Linked DNA regions of Mus musculus: region 2 is linked to region 1. Evidence: chromatin contacts called from public Hi-C data. All regions are on one chromosome and are shown on one strand. Each heading gives the region's core, a stretch centred on a gene start, on an enhancer-like site or on the middle of the called end of the contact. The rest is flanking DNA. Distances are from core to core; before and after follow the strand shown.

Region 1 (4,114 bases), core at 888-3,387:
TTCTGCAATGACAAAAGGACTATAGACTTTGAGAAGGTGATATGATTTTCTCTGATTATGTTTTTTTTTTTTTTTTTTTTGTATTAAGGACTAAAGAGCTACCATGAATCTACAGTCAGCCACAGTTTATATACTGTGGTAACTAGAATTGGAGCAATGCTGCTAAATGATTCATGTTATTTAATTAAGCCATAGAAACCTAAATTCAGGTATACCAGAGCTACACCAAGCTAAAACTATGAATAATTTAAAAAATTCTCTTCTGAGAGGCTGGATCAGTGGGTAAAACATTTGAGTTTAGATTCCCAGTACCTATATAGAAGCCAGGCATGACAGCATAGGTTTGTAATTCTAGCATTGTGGGATAGAGACAGGAGGATCCCAGTGGCTCACTATCCAGCCAGGATAGGCAATCAGTGAGTTCCACAATTAAGTAAGAGATCCTCTCTCAATGGGAGCAATCAACAAAGACACTCAACATTGCCCCCTGGCCTCTGCATGTACACAGGTACACATACACACACACACACACACACACACACACACACACACACACACATGTGCATACACACAGACTTCTATATTCTGATTTCCTTGCAAGGAAAAAAAAATCCTGACTTAATTGTAGTCATCTATATTCTATCTCAGCCGTTACATTATATCCACATGCCTGCATACTATCTGTAGTATGTCAAGACCTGGATAGATATACTGAATAAATAATTCATGACGAGAATCCCCGCTGTTTATAACCTCACAGAGAGAACAGACTTGAGAAGTGACTTTCAAGAAAGCTGAGAAGGTGTATTTCCCAGCTAATCTCATAAGTGCCAAGGTAGCAATAAAAATTCTAAACACCAACTCTCTCAGTTACTCTGCACCTACTGTGCTAAAATACCACCACCATAAGCAACTTACAAAAGGAAGAGCTTATTTGGGCTTACAGTTCTGTGCAGATGATCATGTTGGGAAGGCACAACAGGAAGTGGCAGGTGAGGAGCAGGAAGCTGAGAGCTCATAACACCTACAACCACAAAGCAGAGAGAGTGAACTGGAAGTGATAGGAGGCTATATCTCAAGGCTCATCCCTCTGTGACATACTTTGTCCAGCAAGGTCTCCAAGCATCACCCCCAAGTAAGTGACTAGGTGTACAAATACCTGAACCTACAGAAAAGATTTGCCATTCAAATTACCTCAGCAATAGTTACTAACATTTTCAAAAATGCCAACTATAGCTCCAAAATCTGCTGGGAGTCTGATATTCACAGATGCAGAGGCAACCATGACCTTCCTCTCAAAATTCCTTACCCAATGCTTGTATTTGCTACTAATATTTACATGAATCCCGCTGTGTCCTTTTTTAAGATAGTAAGCAGCAGAGCATCAAAGTGTACACCTACACTCCCAGACTTAGAAGGATGAGGCAGGAGAACTTTAAGTTCAAGGCTGGCATGGGCACACTTGGTGAAACAGACATCTGGCAGAACAAGAAGGCCTGACCTTACACTGTCATTCACTTACAGCTCTCTGTGGTTCTATTCTATGGTCACTGGGTCAACTTTATACTGAGGGCATCACATTCAGCAGTGGGAAACACATTACAAAAGCAAACCCTAATAAAACATTCCATATCCTGATCAAACACTTTTCCCTAAGGTACTCTTCCATCAAGTTAGTGACAACTTCAGGGCTCAAATCTATGATCTTATCAGGTCAAGAATTACCTTAGATACGGTCACAGTATGATATAGCTTCTCCTTCTAGGACCAATCAGTGGCCAGTTATTTCTGTGAAGATTATATTAATATTTGTGTCTCAAGAAACTCTCAGCTCCCTAAATCAACAGTAACTGTATCACACAGTAGGCTTTCATAAGGTAAGATGTAGGCTCTTGGGTAAGCCTGTTTTGTTTTTTTTTTTTTTTCTTAAGAATGCAATAAAATAGAAATAGTTCTCTGCTTTTCAAATTTGCTTTCTGATCATTGTCAGCAAGAGTGGAAGTGGTATCGGAAGAGATTTTTTTTGTTACATCATCTCTGGCCTTTATCCAATGACCTTATTTCTTCCCCTCTGCTCAGGAGAACATATTGTACAAGGTCAGCAAGATGGATCTGGAGCCCCAGTTTTATGTCTTCCCTTGCCAAAATATCACTTCTGCTCAGGGGCACACACCTGCTCCCTCCTTCTTTGCCAGCTCTGTTAGGTGAGCTAAATTACAATTTCTCTTCTTTCGAGGGTGTGTGGGATGCAAGCCTCTAGCTTCTTATGCTCGAGTCTACTCTTTATAGAGCAGCATTTGATATATTATTGAAGGCACAGCACAACATCGAGTGCAACAAGTCCTGCCCCCATTATAATTCTAGAAATTTGTCTTTCTGATCCTGTACCCAACCTGACCCCAACACCTAAGCCAATACAGCATTTCTTCCCATCACTTCCTTTTATCCAAAGCGGCGCCAACATCTTTCTTTGTCATTGCTTTGTATCTCAGCACCCATACTCATGTTTCCTAGCTGCTTTCTCTTGAGTCTAAATGATCTGTGCAAGCAAGTGGTGACTAAGAGCTTTTTGTTTTACTCCTTCACACCTGACTGTAATTATCTGCAATTGTTACAGTAGCCAGAATGCAAATCACACCTGTTTCTCAGTGTAATGTGAATACATGCTCCAGTCCCCACCTATGCTTGTCTTGCCCCTTTCTATTCTTACCTTCGATGCTCTAAACAGTTCACTATGCTTCAGCCACCAGAGCCTCTGGGATTCCTGTAGGAATGTCCATCCTACCCAATTGAGAGCTCTGACACATAGTGAGCTCTTGGTCACGGACACCTTTCAGATCCCCAGTCCTTAAGTGCTTAATTCCTTCACTTCAGTTATCTTCTTTCCTATCACTAATAAATATCAGACTCCAACCTTGAATCTAGGTTCTTTGCCACTAATGCTGGCCCCACCACACTTTTATTTCCCTCACAGAGAAAAACAAGACCTTGAGAAGACAGACTAACCTAAGATGTTCAGAGGCCCCCATGAAAAGGACAAAAGGAACTTTAGTTCTGTGTCCCTGTCCAGGAACAGACTTGGCCAGGTCTGTGTGATGCTGGGGCAGATGCCTTGTAGGAGTCAAGGTTGTAGTTTCTGGGGACATTGCTCTTCCCCTTGGGCTGTGGTTATCAGTCCTAAAGAGGCTGTGTCTGAGGTATCCTGTGTCCTCTTTGCCAACATTGTCTGACTTAGCTCTCTGGTGACTTTGGCAGTTGTCCCCTGAGCACCATCCCTGCAAGTAGTATATAAGATGCTGTGATTCTTTTTTTTTTAATTAGGTATTTTCTTCATTTACATTTCCAATGCTATCTCAAAAGTCCCCCATGCCCCCCCCCACTCCCCTACCCATGCACTCCCTCTTCTTGGTCCTAGCATTCCCCTGTACTGAGGCATATAAAGTTTGCAAGACCAATGGGCCTCTCTTTCCACTGATGGCCAACTAGGCCATCTTCTGATACATATGCAGCTAGAGACATGAGCTCCTGGGAGTACTGGTTAGTTCATATTGTTGTTCTACCTATAGGGTTGCAGATCTCTTTAGCTCCTTGGGTACTCTCTCTAGCTCCTCCATTGGGGGCCCTGTGATCCATCCAATAGCTGACTGTGATCATCTACTTCTGTGTTTGCTAGGCCCCAATGCTGTGATTCTTAATAGTCTTGCTTGGCATAGCCATCAGCTATGTTAGAGTTCCTGGTCCCAGTTATTGCTTTTGTCATTTTTCATTCATGTGACAGACACTTTGATGTTTAGCACCCTTATTCTGCTGATTCAGGATATGGACATGATGGGGGAAATGCTTGGAACAGAAGCTTAGCTCAACATCTGGGTGACTGTTCTAGTCCTGGCTTTCCCCCAGGGATCTGCTTTTATCTCCTTCTGGAAACAGCTGCTGCCGGCTCAGCTGTATCTTTCCTCTGCCTACAGTGTAATCATCTCCACTCAGGACAGTCTCTGCATGGGTTCACGGCAGAACTGTGGTTTAATGGACCAAAAATTATATTGGGTATATAGTAAGATGGATCAGGGTGTGCTGTGGCAAGGACCAGCTGCATGAAAATTCTCCCATGTCA
Region 2 (3,795 bases), core at 678-3,177, 1.0 Mb after region 1:
TAAAAGTTTGTCGAGGAGTCAATTAGTTCTAGTCATTTTAAGCTTAAGGATCCTATAAGTCAGAAAGTAAAAGCATCCTATATTCATAACTGAAGTAGAGAAGAAGCTAAGGGCTGGAGACTGCCATCCTAGTCCTTTATGTCTGAAACCATATTGGCAGGGGAAGGTCATGCACCTGACCTGGCTATGCCAAAGGCTGAAGGAGGAGGATCCGTTAAACCTACACATCGAGTACAGGCCTTGGCAAAATATCAAGATCCTATCTCAAAATAATGATAACTTCTGGATCCTGGTTGTCTAGTTAATGTTTCTATTGCTGCAACAAAACCCCATGACAGACGATAAATCAAGATAGAGTCACTTGTCACCAAGCTGAAACTAACCTGTCTATGTAACCTTTTGCAGAAATAAAGAACTAAAGAGATAACAGACAAATATCCCAGGATAATAAAATTCCTCTGCCTTAATCTTAGCACACAAACATTACTCTGGTGCTAAGCAATGATTTATTTTCCTACTGTTCTGTATTCCTGCCCATGCCTTACAGGGATAGAGTAACTATGAAAGGACCATTCTTCTTTTGTTTATTGCTTCTGCTTTTCCATCTCTTCTCTTCCTATACAACCAATGCTACGCTCAGAAAATCAGAATGCTTATTCTACCTTACAGGGTGAAATGTTGTCCTTTTTCTAGAATTGAAAATAAAGCCAATTAAGACATTTAGATGCAGTGGTTCATGCAAGTAGTCCTAATAATCAAGAGGATGGAGAGTTCAAAACCACACTGGGTTTCATACTAATAACCTGTCTTGAAACAAATCTAGCTAAATACACACACACACACACACACACACACACACACACACACACACACACCTAAGTATATAGAATATATTTATTTATGCACACATACATTTGTAATTTTTTTCTCTAAAACACAAAGATGAAAAACCTAAGATCCTGCATTTTGTAAAGCTGCCCCGTTTGTATGGATCTGTAACAATTCCAGAAGCTAGAGTAATTTGGTGACTTTCATAGATAACTCAGGAACAGCCTACCTGCAAGCTACTCATCAACTACTCCCTTCTTCCTCTGAAACCTCTAAGAAGAAATGCCTGCTCTGCCGTGAAGGCCCTTTGTCTGCCTGTCTGTCTGTTTGCCTGTGTCATCAATGTATCTTCTAATGAATCTCTTATAAGGACAATCTATTTCAGTGTCCCCCTTTAGCCTCCAAACTTTTGGTCAACAAGAGTGGATGCCCTGTGGGACCCTATTATCACAGAAAGCAGTGAAGATAGAAAATTAGAAGAAGAGGAGGAGGAGGAAGAGGAGAAGGAGGGGGAGGAGGAGAAGAAGGAGGAGGAGGGGATAGAGGGAGAATAAGAAAAAGAAGCAAGACAAGCAAAATGGGGAGATTTGGCAATGTTAACATTTTCCACCAGATACAGAAACTCTGGCGTGATCAGTGAGTGACTCTACTCAAAACAGGTTTTTGTTGTTTTGTATAATGGGACAAGGTGAGCTTACAAGGAGAGGACCTTATCAAAAACAAATTCTGTGCCAGTCACCCAACTTCTCCGCGGGTTCTAGATCTTTATATTCTCTGGACTGTATTTTCTCCCTCAGCTTAGACGATACATTTCCAAACACCTACTAAACCCTCAAAGGCTGAACAAACAACCAGGCTTCACAAGGTTCCCCAGAAAAAAACGAAAACATTTCAAGTTCTCCAAATTTTGTACCTTTTGTGGTTCTGAAATTATCAGCTATGTATCTAGTTTAAAACAGTGGGATCCAGAGGAAAAGCACCCCAACGACGCTGAGGGAGGTATCTCCCTCACCTGCAGCCTGTTGGGACGGAAAACTACAACTCCCATGAGGAAGTAGGGCCGCAGAATCCACAACTCCCAGCATCCTCCCGGAGGCCCAAAATGGTCAGGCGAGTAGTCGAAGCGAGACCATAAATGTCTGCGGAAGGTGTGGAGAAGCTTTCTCTCGAGATAGCAGCATCTGAGGAGGAATCTGTAGCCCCGACAGAACAACAAGATGTAGCGTGCGGCCTGGAGAACTTGCCTGTGAGCTTGTGGCCTTTGGGGGCGGAGCCCAGGCCTAAACCTTTCCAGGTAGAGGCAGGGCTAAGTGGCTGAAAGGGCTGGGGGTGGTGCCCTTTTCTTTGGGGGCGGAGCCAGAGGGCGGCGCTAGAGGGCTGTCCCTTTCCCCCGGGGGCGGGGCCAGTGCCCTTTATATGGGGGCGGAGCTAGAAAGCAGCTCACCGATCTTAGGGGCGGTGCTAAAGGGCCTGTCTATTTCCCTTCTCTCCCCAGGCGGGGCCAGCGCTGTTCTAGACTGGGTTGGAGGGATGTCCTGTAGCCCCACAGGGGCTGACTACAAGACTCCTCTTAATTCTCACCAAGGGGAGCCTGCACCCTTCCATGTTGGGGCGGAGATAGAGGCCTGCGGACAGCCTCCATGGAAGGAACCAGAGAGCTGCTTATATCTTGAGTAGTTGAGGCCAATGCCCATGTAGAGCCAGGTCTAAAGAGCTGGGGGGAGTAGGAAGCTGGGGGGGGGGGGGGTGAGTAGGAAGGGGATTGTTTCACACTTCGCTGCAGAGCAGAATTCCAGGGCTACTCACTGCCCCCGGGGGCGCTAGAGCTCTTTCCTAGAAGCCAAGAAAGAGAGACACATAGCTCCCCCACGTGGTAGTAATTGTCAAATTGGCTGTAACAACAGGCTTCTTCCCCCCCACACACACACACACACCCCACCCCACCCCCGATATTTTTATTTTTTTTTTATTAGCACACGGGGTATCTAGTTTAACTATGGCATTTTTAAAATGTTCATTAGCAAATGTTGATTATACATAATAATGAGTTTTGTGATGACATTTTTCCACATATGCACAGAAGGTGTTTTGATGATATGCACCACCACCCTCTCTGGTCCCTCACCCTCTCCCAGTAATCCTTCACCTTCCTGGCTAGTGCCCCTTTTATCTTTCATCTCGCTGTGGTGAGTGTGTGTGTGTGTGTGTGTGTGTGTGTGTGTGTGTAGGAGACAGAGAGCCAATGAGTTTCATCAAGGTTGTTTACTGGAACTGCAGTCTTCTTGACGTCTTACTATTATTTACTCTTTGAGAATCCCATACAATATGTTTGTCATCCTTTTTCCCTCCCCCAAATCCTCACAGATCCTTGCCCACCTCGCAATCTACCCAATTTCATGTTCTTTCTCTCTCGAGGGGGAAATAAGCTGTTGGTCTGAAAGAAAAGTTCTTAAATGGACAGAATTTAATATTTTTCTTTGAACCTGTAATAAGACCTTAACAAGGATTCTTACCTTATACTGTCTGTAAAATAGCAGTTCCCTAACATGTGTGTGGCAGAGGCGTGACTTTTCAGAAAGCTTTTTCCCCCTGTCTGGCTTGTACTCAGAACTTACTGAGGGATCAGAGAAAACCATCTCCATGTCTGGTCTCGGCTATCTGACATGTAAGAAAGGCTTGGTTATGAATCTCAGCCCCTGGAGTCAAACTTAGCTGAGGTCTCCGCCATGCTGAGAGATCTTGGACACACATAAATTAACTTCTTCAGATCCTCAGAAGCCCTAGAGTTTAAGTCATAGACCCTCTTCTCAGCTGCTTGGGAATTACTGTTCCTAGTGCTCTGTAGGAACTCAATAAATGGCTGCTACCTCAAAGCCCTACTCCACCCTTCAACCCCTCAGACCATGGCCTAAGTTGCTTATGGAATAGGGAAAGACCAAAGATGCTGGCAGAGGGGTGCCCCCTCGG

What was found. Hi-C and Micro-C count contacts between places; a contact is called where the count stands out from the background.
Region 2: a contact with region 1 is called in a Hi-C map of cerebellar granule neurons, with 2.3 times the contacts expected there. The contact joins the promoter of Setmar here to the enhancer-like site in region 1. A contact is called at or near these places in 5 of 39 promoter capture datasets (cranial neural crest, embryonic stem cells, stem cell-derived epiblast-like cells and 1 more), 1 of 484 Hi-C or Micro-C datasets (cerebellar granule neurons) and 6 of 115 datasets of contacts at active chromatin or transcription factors (astrocytes, embryonic stem cells, neural tube and 1 more).

Annotation. Positions count from the first base shown.
Region 1 is chr6:107,060,929-107,065,042 of GRCm38.p6, forward strand. No RefSeq gene overlaps it. Among named protein-coding and RNA genes, the nearest start is that of Gm22418, 62 kb to the left of the region's middle. Within about 2 kb of position 2,138, at least 4 of the 459 cell types and tissues checked have an H3K27ac peak or open chromatin away from gene starts, as enhancers often do. A contact at or near this core is called in cerebellar granule neurons, where this site is marked.
Region 2 is chr6:108,063,118-108,066,912 of GRCm38.p6, forward strand. It overlaps Setmar (SET domain without mariner transposase fusion), which reads left to right and starts at 1,928. Exons shown (of 2, transcript NM_178391.4): 1 at 1,928-2,122. The coding sequence starts at 1,964.